2 separate regions of the Arachis hypogaea genome follow, and region 1 is linked to region 2. A link is a contact called in public Hi-C data. All regions are on one chromosome and are shown on one strand. Each heading gives the region's core, a stretch centred on a gene start, on an enhancer-like site or on the middle of the called end of the contact. The rest is flanking DNA. Distances are from core to core; before and after follow the strand shown.

What was found. Hi-C and Micro-C count contacts between places; a contact is called where the count stands out from the background.
Region 1: a Hi-C map of an unstated tissue shows a contact between it and region 2, with 2.7 times the contacts expected there. The contact joins the promoter of LOC112728213 here to the enhancer-like site in region 2. A contact is called at or near these places in 4 of 8 Hi-C or Micro-C datasets (leaf and an unstated tissue).

The regions. Positions count from the first base shown.
Region 1 is chr12:110,283,632-110,287,621 of arahy.Tifrunner.gnm2.J5K5, forward strand. It overlaps LOC112728213, which reads right to left and starts at 1,981. Exons shown (of 6, transcript XM_025778254.2): 1 at 1,604-1,981; 2 at 367-426.
Region 2 is chr12:110,238,762-110,242,554 of arahy.Tifrunner.gnm2.J5K5, forward strand. No RefSeq gene overlaps it. Among protein-coding and RNA genes, the nearest start is that of LOC112728212, 4.8 kb to the left of the region's middle. Within about 2 kb of position 1,895, at least 2 of the 3 cell types and tissues checked have open chromatin away from gene starts, as enhancers often do.

The sequences.
Region 1 (3,990 bases), core at 731-3,230, 45 kb after region 2:
AATAACAAATTGGACTTCACAGCCTAACTGCTACTGAATTGGTACAGTTTCTCACATAATTCTAACAATTAAAAACACCAAAATCTAAAAACAGAAACAAGGAGTTAAAAAAAATGAAACTTTATTTGTTGGGTTGCCCATTATATAAATAAAAATCAATCTCCTTCCCTTCATGTTGCATGGTTTGGCAGTTCACATCATAGCTACAGGAATAAAACAACCAAACTCGAAGAAAAGATTTAATTTTTGTTCATGGGGTTGTCCAATTTTTCACTGAGAAAACGATCTTCATCCTTCTCTAAGTGTTCATACTGCATTGTTTGAAGAAAAACAAAAAGATAAACAGTGGCTTTTGTGTGTTCTCACCTCTTCTTCTCAGACAAGAAAAGAAGAACCAAATGCTCCTCTTCCAATTTGCTCTATCACCTCATAAAACCATGAACAAATAAATAATTCAGCAACCAAAATCATGAAGCAGCAAACAAATAAATCATGAACAAATAACCTCAGAAAATCAAAAATCAAAATCATGAATCCAGCAAACAAATAAATCATGAACAGATAACAAATAAATCAAAATCTTGAATCCAGCAAACAAATAAATCAGAAAATCATGCACAGGAAATCAGAAGGCAGCGAGGACGAATAAGTGAATAACCAAGGTTGCGAGAACCGGACCGGTCATTGAACCGGTCAGGTAACAGGTTCAATGGTTCAATGGTCCAACCGGGGTCTAACCGGAGTTGAACCGGTTTCATTATATATATAATACAATTATTAAAAATTCAATATACAATTTTAAATATACAAATTCAATAATTCTTAATTAATAAAATTCAGAAGTTTATAATTTGACATAATAATTTATTCATATTTTATTATTAAAATTCTATAAAATGAAAATTTTTTAACTAACTTTTAAATTATAACAAAATAATCAGCAAGAAAATTTATCCTTAAACTCAGAGAATGCTTTGGTACAGAATAAGCTGTTGATTTAAATCACTGATCTGTGTCTAAAGTTCATTCCAAGCTAGACAATGTCCATGAAAAGGTAAGCAACACTCAAAGCTGGTTAGAGATCTTATCTCTGCTCTCTGTGTATTGACTGGCTACTATCTGGGAGGGAACTTCAATAAACGAAGCAGCGAGGCAGAAAACTAAAAACTGGTCATTGCAATAAAAGTTTAGAATCACAAACTTACACCTACAAATTTCAATCCATCAGCAACGAAAAAAATTCAGAGTTACAGCAAATTTCAACAACCACCTTTCAATCTATTCAACAATAAAACTCAGAAAACTTACAATCACAAACTTACACTTAAAAATATCAATCCATCAGCAACAAAAAAAAATTCAGAGTTACAGCAAATTTCAACAAAAACCTTTAAATCTATTCAACAACAAAACTCAGAAAACTCAAAATCCAAATCCAAATCCAGAGAATCTAGAAACAGAAAACCTAACCAAAACAATCCAAACTTAACCTCCAAACTAAATTCAAAACCATATGAGCAGCAATCCAACTCAGAACACAATCCCAATTCAGAAGCCAAAATCTTAGAAATTGAAACTGAAGAAGCAGTGGCTTAATTATTACCAGAGACACGGCGAAGGAGGAACGGCGGTGACAGAGTAAGCTGGGAAGAGGATAATTTTGCGACGGCCAGAGGCGGGCTTCACGATGAGCACAGAGACGGTGACCACAAGAGTGGCGGCGGCTGGGGGTGACGATGGCTGGTGGGGATTCGCGACGAGCAGAGACGGTGAGGAAGAGAAGAGTGGCGGGGGCTGGGGGGCTGACGGTGGCTAGTGGGGCGGTGGCTGGGGGCTGATGGTGGCGGCGGTGTTTTCTCTCCTAGGTTAGGCAAATTAGGGATTTTGGTTGGAATGTGAGAGTGAGACGGAATAGAGAGGGTCGAGTGTTTCACCGCGGGGGGAGGGGGGGGGGGGGCTGGGGTTTTCACTTTTTATTTTTATTTTATTTATTTATTTATTTATTTTTATTTTTGAGAGAACCAGTCTTTTGAAAAAACCCGACCGGTTCACCGGTTAACCACTGGTTTGACCGGTTTTTGAACGGGTTATTTGCAAGACAATTTTGTATGCGACCGGACCGGCCATAAGACTGGTTCCCTATTAACCCGATCGAACCGTTTGGTCTGGTCCGATTTTCAGAACATTATCAAGGTTGCGAGAACCGAACCGGTGAGGTCACTGGTTCAATGGTTCATTGGTTCTACAGGGATTCAACCGGGATTCAACCGATTTAATTAAATAAATAAAATTATTAAAAAATCTAAAAATAATTTTAAATATATAAATTCAATAATTTCTAACTTAATAAAATTTAAAATTTCACATAATAAATTATCCATAACTTAATATTAGAGGTTCACAAACAACTTCAAACATCAAAGTTTATGACTAAACAACTTCATAGATCATTAAGGAAGAGAAATCTAGTGATACTAAGAAACCCAAAAGAATATTTAAATTGGCATGCCTTATGTACATATCATCTAGCAACACTTAAATTGTGGCTATAAAGTATAAATAGATTGAATGATGCTATTCAAAACAAATGTATATTTGGAGAAAAAGAATTGTATGTGCAATCAATTAGGCAAATTAAGTTTAGAATTCATATTAAAATAAAATTATAACAAAAATAATTACATGTATGCATCAGGTGGAAAAGATTTGTTAAACCAACCTCTTGGTGTGCTTTGTGTTTGAACTTCTCAGTTTGCTTTGCCAAGCGAATCTTTTTCAGCACATATCTACCAGCCATTGAAGAAACCATGAAAAAAAATGAATAATAAATTGAACTTCACATCCTAATTGCTACTGAATTGGTACAGTTTCTCACATAATTCTAACAATTAAAAACACCAAAATCTAAAAACAGAAACAATGAGTTAAAAAAATGAAACTTTATTTGTTGGGTTGTCTATTATATAAATAAAAATCAATCTCCTTCCCTTCATGTTGCATGGTCTGGCAGTTCACATCATAGCTACAGGAATAAAACAACCGAATTCGAAGAAAAAAATGAATTTTTGTTCATGGGGTTGTCCAATTTTTCACTGAGAAAACGATCTTCATCCTTCTCTAAGTGTTCATACTACATTGTTTTAAGAAAAACAAAAATATAAACAATGGCTTTTGTGTGTTCTCACCTCTTCTTCTCAGACCAAAAAAGCAGAACCAAATGCTCATCTTCCAATTTGCTCTATCACCTCATAAAACCATGAACAAATAAACAATTTAGCAACCAAAATCATAAAGCAGCAAACAAATAAATCATGAACAAATAACCTCAGAAAATAAAAAATCAAAATCATGAATCCAGCAAACAAATAAATCATGAACAGATAACAAATAAATCAAAATCTTGAATCCAGCTAACAAATAAATCAGAAAATCATGCACAGAAAATCAAAAGGCAGCGAGGACGAATAAATGAATAACAGAGTATTACTTACCGGCGGCAGGTAACGGCGATGAAAAGAGGAGGCGAGCTCGGCGACGAACGAGGAGGCGAGCTCGGCGATGAAAGAGGACGCGGTGGTGGTTGCGGTGGTCAAAGCCGTCGCTTCTGTGGCTGCGGGATGCGGTGGCAATGGCGGTGGGCTGCTCGATTGGTGGGGGTGGGCTGGTGGCTATGCGACTGCGAAGAGAGAAGAGATAGTTGCTGTGGGTGCTAATTCCTCTTCTCGGTGATTAGGGTTCAGCTTCGTTTACGTTTAGGTTTAGCCTTTTTTTATTTAAGAGACAAAACGACGCCGTTTAGGAGTTTTACTTTCAAACCAAAAACCCACTAAAAAACTGAACGGTTCTGCCGTTTCACCAGTTAACCGCTGGTTTGACCGGTTTTTTTATCGGTTTTTAGCCAAGCGGTTTCTGACCTTATCCGGACCGGCTAGGTGACCGGTTTCCAGTTTATTCCGATTGAACCGACTGGTCCGATTGGTTTTCAGAATA
Region 2 (3,793 bases), core at 645-3,144:
CTGAGCCAAGTGGTCTGTCCTGCAAATATCTCCAATCCAATTGGTTTTTTGGAGATGAGATTAATGGTGAAGACCTCACTGTTAGCTGCTGCAAATTTCTTGGAAAAATGTGCCCACATTTCTTTTGGTAAGACATGTGGTTTTATGACAGTGGCACAAGATCCGGTGTCCATTAATGCAACAGCCTTTATTGGTTTATCATAGACAGACGTCTTGACTTTTAAGTCGAAAAGGGGTCGAGGTGTACCATCAATCTGTTTGACTCCTAAAGATCCAAGATATCCAAGTTCTTCTTCTGGCATACTCGATCCTTTAGGAATTCTTGTGGTGATGGAAGCAATGGACGATATGGTAAAGATAGACCTTTTTGGGGGAAGGTCTTCTTCTGAGCTGTTCTCTTCTGAGTCAGAGTCTTGGAAAACATATTCAGTTTCTTCATCTTTGCTTCTTTGTTCTTCAAGTACAGACTCTAGATCTTCCTCATCACCAATGGAAGCAGCATCCATTAAAGACTGGAGCATTTTTATCTCCTTTTTTGTCTTGTGAGGACATGACTTAGCAAAGTGTCCTTGTTTTCCACAAATGAAGCATTTGTTTGACTTGGTATGGGGTTTTCTCCTTTTGAAGTAACGATACTTTTGCTTACTTCTTCTTCTTCTGAATGCTTTCTGATGAAATGTTTTGGCTGGCAGTTGCCAATGCGTCTTTTTCTTTGGCTTGCATTCATACATACCTGACTCTTTGCACTTAATTTTCATATGGGACTTGCTGCATGCTCCTTTGAGTTTGCCTGAGTTTTTGTTAAGTTGTTTGAACATTTGTTGTTGTTCGCACAACTTGTCCAAGGCGGCTAGGGCCAACTGGTATATTTCTCCAATGGTTGTGGTGGCCACTTCTTTGCGAAGAGTCATCATCATTCGCTGTATTTCTGGCTGAAGCTCATCTGGCAAGGATGCTATAAAGACTTGTTTGAGTGGCGGATTATTATTTCCTCCAAGAGGATAATATTTAGCAGCCATCTTCTTGTAGTGTTTCTCTAAGTCCTTTCTGTTGAGTGAACAACACTTCATCTCAAAGTATTCTTGAGAATTTCTTTTTTGGATAATTGCAATGTCTCTTAGAAATTCTTGATGTATTATCCCCAGAAACTGTGAAGAGGTACCATTGATGAGCCTCCTAGAAGCTGAAACACTAGAAACAAAAAGGCAAAAAGGAAGTGAAAAATTCAAGGAAAGAAAATATTAGCATTTTCTATGACATTTATTTGTTATAATTCATAAAGTTACGGAAAATAAAGAATCCTCAAACTCAAATACAGAATGATACAAGAACGTATGAGATTGGGACATGATGTGTGAACTTGGCAGCCCCAGATCCGCTTCCCTCGTTCGGATCATTACTAGATTTTAGCCTTTTCTTTTATGGTTTTTCTCGGTCGGTAAATTAAAGACTAATTCGTTGCAAATCAAGTTCTATTTAAAGATTTATTATTGGCCAATGAATTTCTGCATGCACTGGGATTTGAACTCACAACACTTACTTAATCAAACTTGTAAGCTAACTATCAGACCAAACTTAGTTGTTACTAGATTTTAGTTATTACAGTTGAGATTCGGTTATTGCAATTATAAATTCTACAAGTTTTCAGCTATTAGTTTGGAGAGTGGATTTTTCAATCATCTAGCAAAGTATGATTTTTTATCATTTAATATCTTTGTTCACATAATTTTTTTTTTAATCCCACTTAAAAGATGTAAGCCGAAGAAAATTAAAAATATCCGTTTCTATTTGACTTGTTGGGTTAGTTTTTTTTTTTTGTCAGGATTGTATACCGGCGAGTGCAGCGTAGGAAATTTTTTTTTTGTGGTCTGGAGTGAAGAGTACGGATAAACTGCAATTGGTCCACCTAGCCTTTTCCATATTGGCCTTCAGATCCATCAACAACTTTCAGCCCAATACTAGAATCTTTAGTTAGTTAAACTTGTTCTTAACTTCTGTTAAAAAAAAAACTTGTTCTTAACTTATGTCCAAAAACAAAAACATGAACTGTTCTTAACTTCTTATGCCCATAATACTTGCATACAAAGAAAAATAAAATCCTAAATAGTAAATACCCAAAGAGAAATAATGATATAGAAAACCCTTGTATACACATCTCTATTGATGTAATTTTTTTTTAAATAATTATGGTAATGTGATTATTTGTTTTTAGTAATTGCAATATGAAAAACAAACTTTACTGTTTCCCCTTTTTGTAAAAATATTGTGAAATTATAAAATTATGTCATTTAATTCTATTGTTAGTTTGTTTTTCTTGTTACACTAAAAAAATCAACATGATTTGATTAATATATATAATTTAATAGTTTCTGGTTGAATATGAATAACTAATGAAAAAGTATAGGTATCAATATATTATCTGTCAATTTATTGTCAATAATAATTAATTATTATATTTTAAACACATATATAAAGAGACACATCCATAAAAAAATATATTTTTATTAGACACATCTACAAAAACACTTCCATTTTAAATATAACCATAAACAAAAGTTGGCAGAAGTTGGCAGAAATATTGTTGGTAACGTAGCGGGATTGATAACTAATATAATGGAAATTTAATTTTGAAAAGACCAATAATTATTTGGTTCTGTTGTACTGGTTTCTAGCTTGCTCTTCTCTGTTATAATAGGATTTGCCATTATCATCATTAAGAAATAAGGATTTGTTGACCAAAAACGAAAAAAGCTGAGTGATTTTCTGGAAAAGTTTCTTAAAAGGACGTTCTAAAATGCAAGGGTTTGTGAATTAGTTAAATATCTCTTTCAGGCTTTAATTAATTTGTTTTTATATGTTATATATTGCAAAGCTATAACTCGCTTTAAGGCTTTGACCACTCAATTAGGAAATTACACTCGTAAGGATAATAGGGCATCATTAATTATTAATACTCGATGAGCAATTCGTTATAGATCCAAATTAAATTATATTGGATATAACTAATTTGGGTTGGTCGAATGATCAGCTCACTCGTCCGCTTAAGTAAGTGTCAAGAGCTTCGAACTCGTCTTATGTATGCAGCAACCCATTAGCCTGCGGCAACAAAATAAAAGTATATTGGGTATAAGTTGAGTTAATACTCAAAATGACACCTGAAATTTGATTCCCAACTTAATTTAACTCTCCAATTTTCAATTGATTCAAATTTTACCCTAAAACTTTAAGGCGTGACTCAAGTTGACCCTTCTATCCATTTCTGTCACTGGAGAAATAATGTAGCACGATTAAATGACGTTGTTTTGCTATTTGCACTTAAACGACGTTGTTTTACTCCCCCCTCTTCATCTTCCTCCTCCTCAATTTGATCAGTAAATCTCCATCTCTTTCTTCCTTCCTTCCCTTCTTCTCACCCTAAGATAAACAGGATAACTTGTTGATCCAATCATGCTGCTCGTTGAACTTATGCTACTTTGATACCAAGATAGCTTGATTCCTATTGGATCTTCTGGTAGCCCTTCAACAATGGATGTGCCATTTATTTTACGGTAGCAACAACTCATGTTCCATTGATTCCAATAACCTCCCTTTATTCGATGAAATAGTACCGTCTCCCTTCTACGATGCCGCTGCTGGAATTTTCGTATTGGTGACTCTAGGTTTCGTTTTTAAATGTTTTTTTGAAACTTCTCCTATGACAATGCAACATCATGATCACCATATGTACCATCACCATCATCACATCATGGACTAGAGAATCATGAAACAAGATACAAGTGATAACAACCTTTAA